Linked DNA regions of Gossypium hirsutum: region 1 is linked to region 2. The links are chromatin contacts, called in public Hi-C maps. All regions are on one chromosome and are shown on one strand. Each heading gives the region's core, a stretch centred on a gene start, on an enhancer-like site or on the middle of the called end of the contact. The rest is flanking DNA. Distances are from core to core; before and after follow the strand shown.

Region 1 (7,225 bases), core at 2,005-4,504, 44 kb after region 2:
CACCTGCCCTTCGACATGCACTCAAAGATCTGAAAGTCTTAACTAAGATTGCAGGAACAGGAGTGACTTCTTTACCAAATCGGTCAAATAGATCGGCGACTGCTTCATCTACATGCCTTAAAGCCTTAGGGAAAATAACCAAACCATACGCCCCAGGCGAAGACATCAACTCTTTTCTTTATATCAGGGTGTGTCAGGATCAGATCTCTCAAATTTTCTCAAGAGATAGAATTTCCATTGCCTTTCTACTGGACTCGAGCCGTAACCCACTGCTCACTCATCCCAGTGATGTTCATCAACCTCTTTACAAAGTTTGGGGTATTGACAGCTTTAGAATAAATCTTATCAACTTGAAACCTCAGACAACGAAGCAAGGTTGTATATTCCTCGACAGTAGGTACTAGATCCACCTTTCCGAAAGTAAAACAACTGTAGGCGTAATTCTAAAATTGAGCCATGGCGTGGAACAAATACCTATCTACCTTAACATCGAGGAGATAAGGAATATCACCATAATTACAGTAGAGTAGCTGCTTCATCTCCTCATCCCAGTGACTCCATAATTCTTTCAACTCCTGAAGATCATTCTGAACCACACTAATACGGGTAAAGTCCCATAACTCCGACGTGTACCCTTTGTCAAACTGTCACCTTTCTCTAACTGTGCATTCTCCGACCATCTTTGGACAAATGCGTTGTCTTTCACTTTATCAATGAATTCGTTCTTCATGGAAAAACTTTCTATTAGTAACCGAACCGTATATCGATACCTCCTTTTATGATGAAAATGTTATGCAATCACTATCAAAGAAAGAAGGAAAAACACAAGTCAGAATCATGCATAAGAATAGAAATCAAAGAAATCAAGAAATTATCAAATGCCTATTCGGGCAACCACTAAGGCTAGGTGTAATTCTACCTAAGGCGGGTTCCTACAGCTCACTATATGTGGTTTAGTTCTAGAGTAAAGGTACCTGAACCAGCAGATTCCTCGACCCTCACTCATTATAGGTTCATATGAATCAAGTTCAGTTCAGGGGAATACATTTCCTTATGCCCGTGCGGAGGTGAAAACCTCACGAAGACATAAGTACGGATGTATTCCGGAAGTGGTCCCCTAGCCCATGCGGAGGTGAAAACCTCACGAAAGCATAGTTTCTCACTCCCACTTAAAAGGTGTGACCACAACAGTCATGCGATATGATGCGAGAGTTTATAAAGAAATTCAACGAAAAAAAACAAACTCAACAAGGACACCGAAAATGCAAAGCGAGGATCGTGTATTTTTAGAAAAACTGAATTTCTAAATTTTGACAAGAAGACAGAAAATAATCAATTTACAGCTCAACTCTATTATTGGTCCCCAGTGGAGTCGCCAAGCTATTAAAACCATTTTTTTGAAACGGGAATCGACTTTTGAAAACGAAAGTTGGGAGTCGTCACCAATCCTTTTTGAGGTGCAATTGGGCCACCTTATAAAACATTTTGGTCTACGAATTTTAAGAAAACGGGTTCCGGAGTCGGTTACGTACGAGAAGGATTAACACTCTCGACACGCCTAAAATTGGTACTTAATCGACTAATTAGTGTCCTAAATGTCGAAAATTAAAGATTTGGACAGAATTCAAAATGCGATCCTCATTTTATTGGCTTTTAAAACATTTAGGTAAGTCAAATGTATATTAAAGACCATCTCACCTTGAGGTAAAACATTACATCCAGTACGTTAGGACATAACATTTTTGACCCTCAACTATGGTCTTGCCTTTAAAACGTGCATTTTAGCTTTAAAAGGATATTCGAATATTCAAAACAAACAAAGAAAGCGAAACCCAGTACGTTAGGGCACGATCCTTTGAATTCTTTAAATACCGAACATTGCCGTTATTTTAAAATAATTGAGAATAAATCTGTGAATAAATGAATTTGGGGCAATTAAAATTTGAAAAAACGAAAATAATGGTATGTCGCATTCAAATAACATTACCATACTAAACTAATCGATGCATATTAACAATGAAACATAGTAACAAAAAAAGGTTTAATGACAAATAATGAAATGGTAGTGGTAACATGTTAGTAAAGGTACAACAAAAGAAATAAAACAATTATATAAATATAAAACAGAAGATAATAGGAAAAAGGATTCCTAATAATATACATATTAATAATAAGAAAATAGTCGAAATAAAAAGAGTGTAATTTTAAAACGGGATTTTCAAAAAAAATAGTTGTATACGTATAATTAGAAAAAAAATAAGAAAACAAATGATAATACGCAATATACACGTAGAATAATATGGAAACAATAATAAAATATATATGAAACAATTAATAACATTGTGCGCACATATATAAAAATAATTTTAGAAGTATTTGAATTTAATGCTGTCGTAATTTTAAAACAAAGAAACATGGTAAAACCCTAGGAAATTATAAGTTTAACACACAATTTCAAAACAAATACTATAGAAAGTAGTTTTTAAAATTAGTGCCATATACATCAAAATTTGTAAATAAGATGTGATATAAAAATACATGTAAACATAATAATATGCTCGAGAAAACAAACCACGCACATACAACAAAATCTTAACATAAATTATTTACATGTAATTGTATAAACATCTACAAATGAATCTACACGAATAATAATCTATATAGTATGAAGTTAAGAATTTCACAAAATATAAAAAAAAATCATCCGTCAACCATTGATAATACATAATGTGAAAAACCTAATATAAATGATACCTACATGTAAAACACTAATAGATGAAAATATTTAGAAGATAAAAAAAACAGTAAAATTGGATCTAAAAATAATAATAATAAATAAATTATAAATATACATGGATTTGAAAGTAAGCATAAATACATATATACATACTAGGTAATGCAATCATAATACATTAAAATAAATAGTGAATTTATAAAGAAACAAGTGAAAAGAGGAAAAAAGGAAAAAAAAAGGACCTATTTAAAAAAAACAAAATCAGAAGGCCAATTTACAACATTAAAAATTGTAATACAATGCGTGCAAACAAACAGGGACCGAAAATGAAAATAAACTACGCTTCAAAACTGTACGTTCCAGCGCGGACTGATTTGTAATGGCGTGTAAGTTCCAGGAATAATTTAAAAGAACTAAAAAAAATTGAATATGACATGATTGGATGCTAGCACGAGGACGAGGGACTAATGGCGTAAATCGACCATTAGGGGGAAAAAACACGGATCCGGACCCTTCGAAGGGTCAGCGCGCAGGTTCCCCCCCTTTATTTCCTCATGCGGCGCTGTTTCATCCTGGGTTATCAAAAACCTAAACTACTGAATGGCCATTAGCCATTTCGCAGGCAGCCAAAGCAAACCTCTTGTTTGCTTGGGTTTTAAACTAAATTTTCGAGGCGCCGGCATCGTCACACCATCGCCGAGGTCGACCCATGGGATCATCGGTGCTTTCGTGCACCTCCACCTACGCCGACGAAGGCGAGTTTGGTCCCTTCTCCAAACATAAAAACGAATAGGAATAGACAATCTTAGCAAAAGAGTGAAAACAACCTTCTAAACTTTGACGATTTTGCTTGTTATTAACTTTTTGTTTGTATTCTTTTCTCTTGTATTTTCTTTCCAAAAAACGGTCTTTTTTTACAATGTTTTTGAAGGCTTTTATAGCCTTTTTACAACCATTTCTTGCTTGTTTGTAGGTTCAGTCGAGCACGTCTCTGATGTGGCCTAGTAGAGGAGCGCACGACGCAGAGGGACGCGCGACGTGCGGTGCTTGAGAACCTCCACGGTTGCTGCGGCTGAGGGTGTTAGCTGCTAGGGTCTCCATTTTTCTTTAATTTTGCTGGGCTTTAGGCTGTTAGGGTTTGTTTTGGGTTTAAGTCTAATGGGTTTAGGGTTTGGGTAATGGTTGGTATTGGGTTTAGAGATTGGGTTAGGTCTACTTAGTTAATTGTTTTGGGTTTTAAATGTATTGGGCCCTGGGCATAAATTGGGCTTAACACACTCAATTTAAAATGACTTTTGTATATTAAAAAATCAGTTGAATAATTAATTAACTGTTAATTAAAAATTTTAGTTTAATTTTTGTTTGATTCACATCAGCATTGTTATCAGTATAAAAGAATATAGGTTTGAGGCGATGAATAGTGGCAAAGCTAAGGGGTCGCAAGGCCTCAGTCTCTTTAAAACGAAAAATTTTCTATTCAAGTCATTTTATAATTTATAAAATTTTAAAAAATTAGTAATAGTAAAATTACACTTTGACCTCGAAAATAATAATAAAAATTTTAATTTAGTCCTTTAAAATCATAAACATATAAGCTATTAAAATGGTGAAATTGTATTTTTACTATCATAAAAATATATAATTTAATTTTAGTCTAAAAAAAAATTTCTAGCTTCTTCCCTAGCAATGAAGCACATTAATCCTCCTATTTAAGGGTCGGAAAGACTATGAATAGTTAAATTCTAGACATTATATAAAAAGACTTTTAATTAAAACTAACACTCAATTGAGGTTTTAATCGAATACTAAGGGATGTGTTTGATAAACTAAAATTTTAAGTACTGAATTTTTATTGCTAAATTTTTAAAATGGTGAATTTAAATCATATAATTGTTTGATAAATTAGTAAATATAAGTACTGAATATAAATAAATATTTTTTTATAAAAGTAAATAATAATTTTTAAATATTGATATAATAATTGATATTATTTTTTTATATGTATCCTATGATATATTAGGTGACGTCAAAGTGGAGTATAGTATTTATTTATAAAAAGGCAGGTATGGGATAGGTAAAATTGAAATAAAGTCGGGTTAAACTCACCCCATCCCGTCATCCTATCTATCCATTGCAATATCATTTACCACAATCATCATTTGACAAATAATAACAACTTCAATAAATAAATAAATAAACATAATTTATTTATAGAGCTTAATTAATTTTTAAATTTCAATTAAAGCCTCAATCTAGTGTTATTTTCATCTAAGATTTGAGTTGATTATTTATTTTTTATTTTTTAATAAAATTTTTTACCATTTAAACCTTAACGTAGCTACGTTTGACACAAATTACCAAATTTAAATTCAAGTATTATTTAGCTAAAATAAGTGGATTGGAGATTGGAATATAATATATGCATTAATTTATTTTCATGGAGCTTTAGGCCTTATCATCCAAACGAGCCCAATTCCTATTAATATTGGGCCTTTAATCACTGACACCTTCATTCCATATGTTCATTAAATTTATTTTTAATATATATTTTCATCCTAAGTTTAATCCCGAATTTTAATATTAATAAAAACTTGATTGATTTTTAGTTTGATTGACATTATTAGTGTTATTGTCAATTTAATATAAAAAGATTTAAATTTAAGCGTGTTTTATTTTTCAACTATGTCATTTATAACTCTACTTTTTATTTGCTCAAAATGGGTTTGAATTGCTCACATTCAGTCCTTTTAAGTATTTTTTTTTTAACTTCATTTAAATTGGACAAATTGGACAAATTTCATTGTAAGTGAATGGAATCGTAAGAAATTAGACTAGATATTAATATAGTAATTTATATGGTGGTTTACGTATATTTCATAATTAATGTGTATTATTTTATCATAAATGTTATGATAATAAATAATTTAAAAAATTATAAAAAAATAAAATTAACATAAAGTTTTCAAAATTATTTAAAAATTAAAACATAGTATAACGTAAAAAGCATATAAAATTCTATGTTTCTATGGTTTAAATTGCCAAGTAACTCCATTTAAAAATGATATATATATATTCACATTTATTTTACGATTATATTCAAAAACACATTGTTTTAAAAAATTAATAGAAAAAATTTATCAATTAAGTCTTAGCTTGATTGACATCAGTATTGTCACCAGTGTAAGAAGTCGTGAATTTAAGTACACTGAAGCGCATTATCCTCTTATTTAAAAGTTGGTTAAGAACCTCTAATGAGATTAATGTTTAAAAAAATCAACAAAAAAGTTTAATAAAATTCTCTCTCTCTCTCTTTTTTTTTTCATTTTGATATATTTTATTTTAAATATACATTGTTAAGTTTAACAAACCAACATTAAAACTGACACTTGTTATAAAAAAATAAAACTTAAGCTTCCGATTTTATCTAAATCTAATAGACTTATATTTAAATATTTTATTCGGTTAGTGTCACTTTTAATTGAGTTACCGATTCAATTATAAAATTTTAAAATATTTTTTTAAATTATAATTAATATTATTATAATTAAAAATTTTTCCTTATTTTATACTATTTTTAAATAATAAATTACTAATTTAAATGCCGAACACATATATAATATTAAAATATAAATTTATTACCACTCCACGTTAATTTATTGTTAAATAAATTTTAACCAAAGATCTTTTCTTTGATCACATTATGAGTGTGATAATTTAAAAAAAAATTACTTAAATTTATTTTTTATATAACTATTTTTTAAAAATAAATCCAATATTGAATAAATATCCATAGTTTCAATATTTCTCATGAAATATCTAATTTAGTAGTGGGTATTTTTGTAATTTTTACTATTTCAAATTAATATATAACCCAAACAAAAAATAGGATCATCGTAAATATCGTAAAAATAAAATATATAAATATATTATACATAGGTATTTTATTTGTTTTTAATTTATGAATAATTTAAAATTTTTTTGATATATCATAAATTAATTTTTAGGCGTCATTATTTTTGACCCTCTACAGTAATCTTTTTAAAATAGGAGCAGTCCATATGGCTATGTATAAAGATAAAGATTGAGACAGTAAGGTTAAATTATAGTTTTTTGCAGAAATGCAGCTGCCTTGCTTTAAATGGTCAAAAAAGTGGCTGCTTTCTTTCTTATTGGAAATTTTGACAGCTTTCTCTTCTTCTTTTCAGTTTATGGCTTTTGATATCAGTATTTTAAGTGTTCGAGGGTCTAGATTGATTCACAAAATTAAAGTTTTAAGTATCAAATTAACTTGTTTATATATAGTTTAGATAAGTAAGACACGAATATAAAATCTTAAAACTTTCAAAACCTTAACCTTTTTATTAAGTTAAGACTTTATTAATGCATCTAATGTGATAATTTAAATTATCGACTAATAATTAGTCTCGTTGATTAACATGTCAGGTAATTATTAACAAATAATATGCTTGTCTTATTATTAATTTCATTTTA
Region 2 (7,140 bases), core at 2,623-5,122:
TTAAAAATTAAATTTAATATAGCTATATAAACCTAAGAGTAAGGATGGTATGAAATAGGGATATTATCCCGTTTTAATAATTTAATGTCACATTAGTAATTTTATCTTAAATTTTAAAATTTTCATTTGAATTTTTTTTTAGAATAAAAATACTAATGTGATGTTAAACTAGTAAAAAAAGAATACAGAAAACGTTACATCATTGTTTCATACAAACTTTTTATGTAAACCTAATACAAAAAATTAAAATTACAAAAAAAACATAAATCCAATATAATTATGGAATATAATCCCAAGCTTATGTAACAAAAAAAAACATAAATTAATAAATAAAAACATGAGGATCTTTTCTCTTTTTGCTTTAGCTGATCAAACAGATCTCTGCGGTCTGCGCCAACGGCTTTTTTTCTTTAATGAAGACATGTTTTAAATTACCAAGAATTTCCCTTTTTATTATGAGCATGAAAACATGTTCCCATATATAATGGGATCCATCCAACGGTCAGCTTGTCGTAATAAATATTCAAAACCCCCATTGTCCCACTGCCCAAACATCAACGGTCACTTTTTCTACTTTAATGGAAATTCCAACATCAACTTTTTAATTAAATTTTTATTACGTAAAACCAAAAAAATAAAATATAAACCTACCAACAGCATGGTAGAAAGTGTATCGAAAATACCCTTGTCGGTCTGGATCGACGGTTTGTTTTACATAATTTGATCGGAAAGTGACGGGAGTCGTCGGAAGAAGTTGAGCGGAGCCGATGGCATATCACCTCGGAATCTCGGGTGTCGGATGTAGTAGAACCCTGACCCTAACACAAAGACTTTGAATGGTACCACATAAAATAGCAATGAAGCAAATAGGCAAACTACCACAAAAATGCCTGTAGCTCTTGGGTCTTTCCAATTAAACAATGCTTCTAAACGTTCCCCTTGGGCTGCTACATCCCCTAATAGTGTTTGTGCCCGGCTTGCCAACGCGCGTAAACGGTCGTATCGGAACCGTACTGTGTTTGGTGATCGTGTGGTTGGAAGCCCGTCGAATTCTTCGTCGAGCTCATCAGGACCGACAGCATCAACGTAAGAGAGCCTTAAGTCTACATTGTGTGGGACTCGCATGCGGTAACGGAATCTCAATGCCAAAATTAAGAAGGCATACATGAATATGGTGGAGAGGACTAGTTGTGGGCACATCACCACTGCTATAAGCAAAACATGAACTAAGATAGTCGTCGGCGGGTGTGCCCACGTGCTAATCCCATCTAACCAACGTGCCAAAATTGCCGCATGTGACAAACAGCCGACGACTCGAAACCAATTGGCCTTGCTCTTTCTCATGCTCCACACGTGTGTATCCGTATCCAACATGAACTGAACTACTTCTTGTCCCAAAGGTGGTTCGGACCGAGCTAGCCTAGCCGTTACTATGTGCATAGCCGTTTGGCGAAGTATGTCCTGTTGGGCTGGACCCAATGGGCGAAGATAGTGCATTCTTGGTAACAATGGGGTGCCATAGGCTTGGATTAGACTTAGCCATGATGAGCAAGAAAATCGAACCGCTATCTCAATCTCTCCCATCTTCTTGGCCCCATTAGGTAACAATACTGTAAGCATATATGAATTTAAGTACACTTTATTCGTGTCAAGTGTAGACAACCGTACACGTATTTTACCGATACGTAGATCTCTACCGGGCTTCCCTGTTTCATCACGCTTGTACCTTCCATTATCAAATACCCCAATAGTAAGCACTGTACATGGATCATATACATCCCAAGTATATTGCTCGTTCCAACGTGGATTAAACCGATCAAGTATCGTACGTGTACGGATCCACTTTTGCCCATACTTAGCCACCACGTATGCATCGGTTGTGCCACGTGTACCGTCTTTGGTCTTCACAGGCAACAAGTTACTCGCTCCTCGAATCCCAACATCGAGCAACCCAATCGGAGGCTTAGCTAGCTGCTTAGCGGCGGCTTGGACGTCACTAGTCACGTGAGCAGCTTCATCAAGCACATGATACCCACCTTCTAAACATGCCTTCACGTGTATTCTACCTGCGTATGGTTTATTTTCAGCACCAACCAAATTGAACCATCTTGATTTCGGTTCAGTTTTATCATCGGTTCGCCTCTCAAGGCTAGGTACATGGATTTTAGCCTGACCCACTAACTGCCCGTTACTCCAATCCTCAACCATGACCACCAAAAACGGCTCAAACGGTTCAGCCGCCACAAAAACTAAATCCTCGTTCCAAGCCGAACCAACCGGAGTCCTACTGGTTTTAAACAATTGAGCCCCAAGCTGAGCCTTAACATAAAGCTCAGGACTTCGAACCTTAGGTTCAGATACCGAACCAAGCTGCAAATCTTGGGTTTGGATAACCGTTAATCTCAAATACCAAAGCTTTGGAGACAAATAAACCTTAGCTCGGGTCTCGGGTATTAACCCACCCGAATCCGACTGCCAAGCTTCTTGAAAAGCTTCATCGGCCTGAGTCCCGACCCAGACAGAAACCATGACGTCATTTCCAGGTGACTTCTCCGATTCAAGACTATACCATTGAGGAGCCAAAGGACTATCGGGAGGAACCCTTTTGGGCACTTCTTGCAGATCAAACGACACCGATCCGAGACAATTATCCACCACCACGGTGGTAGCAGTGGTGGCGGCGTCTCCTTCTTTTTGTTCTTCTTTTTTCTCTTCTTCAGCCCAGACTGAAACTTCTAAGGAACTTGAATTCAATCCTTCTTTGTCGAAAGCGAAGACTTGGTCCCAATCTTTGTCGATTTGGCTTTTGGTTTTGATACTGTGAGTACCGATAACCAGTTTTGCATGAAGGGGACAAGCTGGTTCTTTGTTGGCTCGTTTTGCTTTAACAACTCGGACGTATAAAAATGGCATACGGTTTACGAGGTCGTATGCGATACGGTTGTGGTCACCGGAAAGTGATCGGAGTTCTAACTCGTTAATCACAAGCTGACTGCTTTTACCTGTTTCAACTTTGCTTTTTGTTGCTACTACCTTCGTTGATGATGCTTCTTCTTTATGTGCTATTGGAGGGTTCTCCACCTCTGTCGGCGGCGGCGGCGGAGTAGCAGCTGCGGTTGTGTCTTCGGACTTACTAGCCTCCGCCGGCGGTGGGTTCGGTTTCTCTTCTTCTTTGGGTGGTTCTTCTTTAGGCTTCTCTTCTTCTTCTTTCTTTTCCTCCACATTTTCCTCCTTCTTATCTTCCTCTTCCTTTGGCTTCTCCTCAGCCGTCTCTGCTTTCTGCTCAGCCGCAGGTTCCGCCGGTGCCGGCGGCGCTTCTTCATCAACATAAAAAACTTTAACTCCAATCTCACCTTTAATCTGAGAAAAAACACTCCTTTTTTCCAACGGATAATAAACCAGAGTCTCTTCCCCTGCTTTAACAAAAACACTGCCAGCCAACTTCACTTTACCCAAAAACGTGCTTCGTTTCCCCATTTTTTTATCATTGTACAAATTAATCTCCAACATCTCGGCAGCCATGGATTCAATATCATGAACTAAAAACTCCAGCTTTTCATCCCAAACAGGATTTAAATCTCTGAACTTGGTCTTTGTCCTCCTTCTTTGACCATCAAAATCAACTATGGCATAAGCACTGGCTGTTCCTTGACCATCTTTTGGCATCAAGTTCTTGGCATTGCAGATTTCAACTATCAACTTTCTAGTGCAATTTTCAGCCATATTTTTTTTTGGTGAAACAATGGGGCTATAGATCTGGGTTTGAAGTGATTATGCAAAATAAACAATGAAAAAACAGAGCTTTTTTGGAGTATTAACAGAGAGACGTTGAGTGTTTTTCTTTTGCTTTTTGGTGAATAAAAAGTCAAGGAGATGGGGGCCAAGTGAGGGGATTAAATAGGGGGAGACTTTGTGAGAGAGAGAGGGTGGAGAGTGGACACATCAGCAATGACTCAGATGACGCGTGGCAAGATCTTGGAGGGCGTGATTGGTTTTGGATGGTTTGTGGAGACAGGATCAAAGTCCCCCAGGTGGTGAGTCTGTTGGTAATATATAAATATTATTTTATTCATGTGTTTTTATAGATATTTATGTTATGAGGATGCAAATGGAATTTTCATGAATTTTGGGGATTAATTTGAAGGAGAGAAGGAAGGAATCATAAATGTCATAATAAACAAAAAGCCATTAAGGTAACTTATGGTCATTATATATAAAAATATTTTTAATGAAAACTATTGGATAAACTTTTTTTTAACTATATTAATGATTTGAATAATTTATTCTCTTCCAGAGATGTGAGTTTGTGAACTAATTTTAACAAATAGAAAATATAGAAAAATTATGTTAAAATAAATGAATAATGAAGAAAAACAGAGAAAAAAGCAGAAGAGAATGAAAAATTAAAATTAAAAAAGAATATAAAAGAAAAAAAACTAAATTGCTCAAATGAAAAAATATAAGGACTAATTGTAGAATCTAAGCTAAAATTTTCGTTTGAAATGATGATTTAACGTTTCACATTAGCTTACCATTACACTATTGACGACAATTAACAACTTAATGACTAAAATATTACAACATGATAACATAAATAATTAAAATATAACCTGAAACAAATAAAAATGACTATTTTAATAATTTACCCTAAACTTTTTCTTAAACGATATTAATGAAAATGATATACTAAGAAGATACTTGTTAAAAATATTTATGCATTAATATATTATACACACCGTCAATTAATATTTAAAATATATGGTTGGAAACATCACTTTCACAATATCAATGTAAAAAAGTAAAAATATTGCATGCATAACACTATGTTTGGTTGCCCTTAATCGGTGGGCCCCACCTAATACATCTCTATTCCATCGTTTGGTTGAATGTGTTTCTAATACCCGTGTAATACAATACAGATTTAATCGGTGAAAACCACCGATTTGTAATACAGCCCTTTTGCTCAGATTAGGTGCTGCATCCAAATCCCTCCCTGTTTTACCCTCCCAATTGGCTTCCCCATTCCGTCGCGTCTTCCTTCGTTCTACCTTCGCCTCCCGATTGGCTTCCCCATTCCTTCGCCTTTTCCTCTGTCTGTCAACCTCTTCTTTTTTTTTTCTTTACAACCAGTCACTCTTTTGATTTGCCTTCTCAACCAGTCTACCTTTTTCTTTTCTTTTTCTCTGTGTCAGTCATTCGATTGCTCTCAATTGGTGTTATTGCTACTGAAAAGTAAAGGTTTCTCTCTTTTGCTCTCAATTATCCTGTAATTTAGTGTCTTGTTAGTGTTACTGCTCTCAATTGGTGTTACTGCTGTCTTGTTAGTGTCTTCTTCATTGCACTTTCAGGGCTTGATCTCTGTTTCTTCTTTCTCAGTTGATGTGCAACTTTACATAAACAAGACTGAGCCCCCATTGTTTTACCCTTTTTTCTTTCCATGTTAGGGCATAAGACATTGGCATGCAATCTGCTGCAAAATTCATTTTCGCCTAAACTTCCTAGCATGTTTCAATCCGTGTTTTTCATTAACTGTGATTATGTAATTTGGAACTTAGGTTGAGCATCTCCATAAATGGCGTCTCCCCTTTGTTCTCTTTTCCTCTTGTTTCTTTTCTGACTTTCTAGTTAGCCACCTAATTAAGATACTTCCATATTAAAATTTCATGTAAAAACGGTTGAGTTTATTCATGTTTTATTCTTTGTAGTCTCACTGTCTACATTAATTTGTGCAGTTGTTGGTTTACTCCATCTATTTTGAGTGGTTAATGTTTCTTTGAATCTTTTGAGCTGAGGTGATTAACTTAAAATTCCATATTGCAATCAGTTGTTCTTTTTCTCAACTTTTAGGTGTTAAAGGAATTTACTCTTCAAAAACAATTGATCGTGCAACTCATTTTTTGCATCACTATTCAAGCTACTTGGGTGCAAGGTATGAATTATAGGTCTGATTTTATTTAATTAATTAGTTTTTTAATATTGTAGAATGCAACTTGTAGAAAACTGTAAAACTTTTTCATTCTAATTGAGGATGATAATATTCTATGCACTTCTTCCATGTCCTGCTTGTTGAATGCATTTGAAAGGGAGTGCACTTGGTCCTGTCTCTATAATGTTGTCATGTCCTGCTTGTTGAATGCATTTGAAAGGGAGTGACTGGTTAGTGAAATATATAATTTCAACCTCTTCCGCATTTGCTTTACTTTTTCAACATTATCCGTCTCTCTGCTCCTCTCCATGCAAGATACAGCCAAACAAAATATCTCATCTCGAATACCTATCTTTGCCTCCTTCATTTCGAATAAAACCCGAAAAATTTCATCTGTCCTTCCAACTTTTCCAAGCTCCTTAATGAATACTAAATATGCTTTCCAAGTAGGTCGGATGCCCCTCTCCTCCATCGAATTGAATACTTTCCATGCTTCGGATATAAGGTTTTGGCCAACATGACCTGCAACCATGGCCATAATAGCAACAGTTTCAGGCTCAACACCTTTCTCCATCATCTCATTGTATAAATCACAGCCTTTTTTATACTCTTTCAATCTACAGAGGCGTTGCATTAGATCAGTGTAAGTAGAAGCCGTTGGTAAGTACCCGGATTCCTTAATGCTTTAGAAAATATCTAGTGCCTTGGAAAGGTCATTTCTTCTTAAGTGCCCATTGATGATAATCTCATAAACCTTCTCACTAACCAGTTGTCTTGTCTTCATAATATCGAGGATTTCCAAGGCATCGGCAATCCTATCGGCCCTGCACAGTCCTTTGATCAGAATCTCAAAATAACGGGGGTCCAAAGACAACCCTTTATTCTTAAGGTCCCGAATCAATTCTAAAGCTTCCTTAATTCTTCCAGAAATACATAAACAAACCATGTTGATGGAAATACTGCTCCATACAAAATCAATGAGAAATAGTATATTTTATATCAATATATAAAGCTAATTGCTGTAGAAAACATTTGTTATGGCGAAACCAAATATTGCCTAGCAGAAGTCAGAATGTAGGAACTAAGAAGAGAGGTTGGTTTCGTTACACATATGTTGTAGCTCAGGCAGGTTCCAATATGTGTTAAGACGACTCCCTCTTTAAGATATATCACTTCTCGGCCCCCTTGGTATTTAATCAAGTGACTAAGCTGTG

Evidence for each region. Hi-C and Micro-C count contacts between places; a contact is called where the count stands out from the background.
Region 1: a Hi-C map of leaf shows a contact between it and region 2, with 4 times the contacts expected there. The contact joins the enhancer-like site here to the promoter of LOC107936272 in region 2. A contact is called at or near these places in 11 of 34 Hi-C or Micro-C datasets (callus, leaf and petal).

Annotation. Positions count from the first base shown.
Region 1 is chrA08:123,805,372-123,812,596 of Gossypium_hirsutum_v2.1, forward strand. LOC107936276 (a long non-coding RNA gene) reads left to right here. Exons shown (of 2, transcript XR_001694375.2): 2 at 3,708-4,078. Among protein-coding and RNA genes, the nearest start is that of LOC121204727, 8.5 kb to the right of the region's middle. Within about 2 kb of position 3,255, at least 9 of the 9 cell types and tissues checked have an H3K27ac peak or open chromatin away from gene starts, as enhancers often do. A contact at or near this core is called in leaf, where this site is marked.
Region 2 is chrA08:123,760,715-123,767,854 of Gossypium_hirsutum_v2.1, forward strand. It overlaps LOC107936272 (FT-interacting protein 7), which reads right to left and starts at 3,873. Exons shown (of 1, transcript XM_016868967.2): 1 at 184-3,873. The coding sequence starts at 3,723. The coding sequence ends at 712.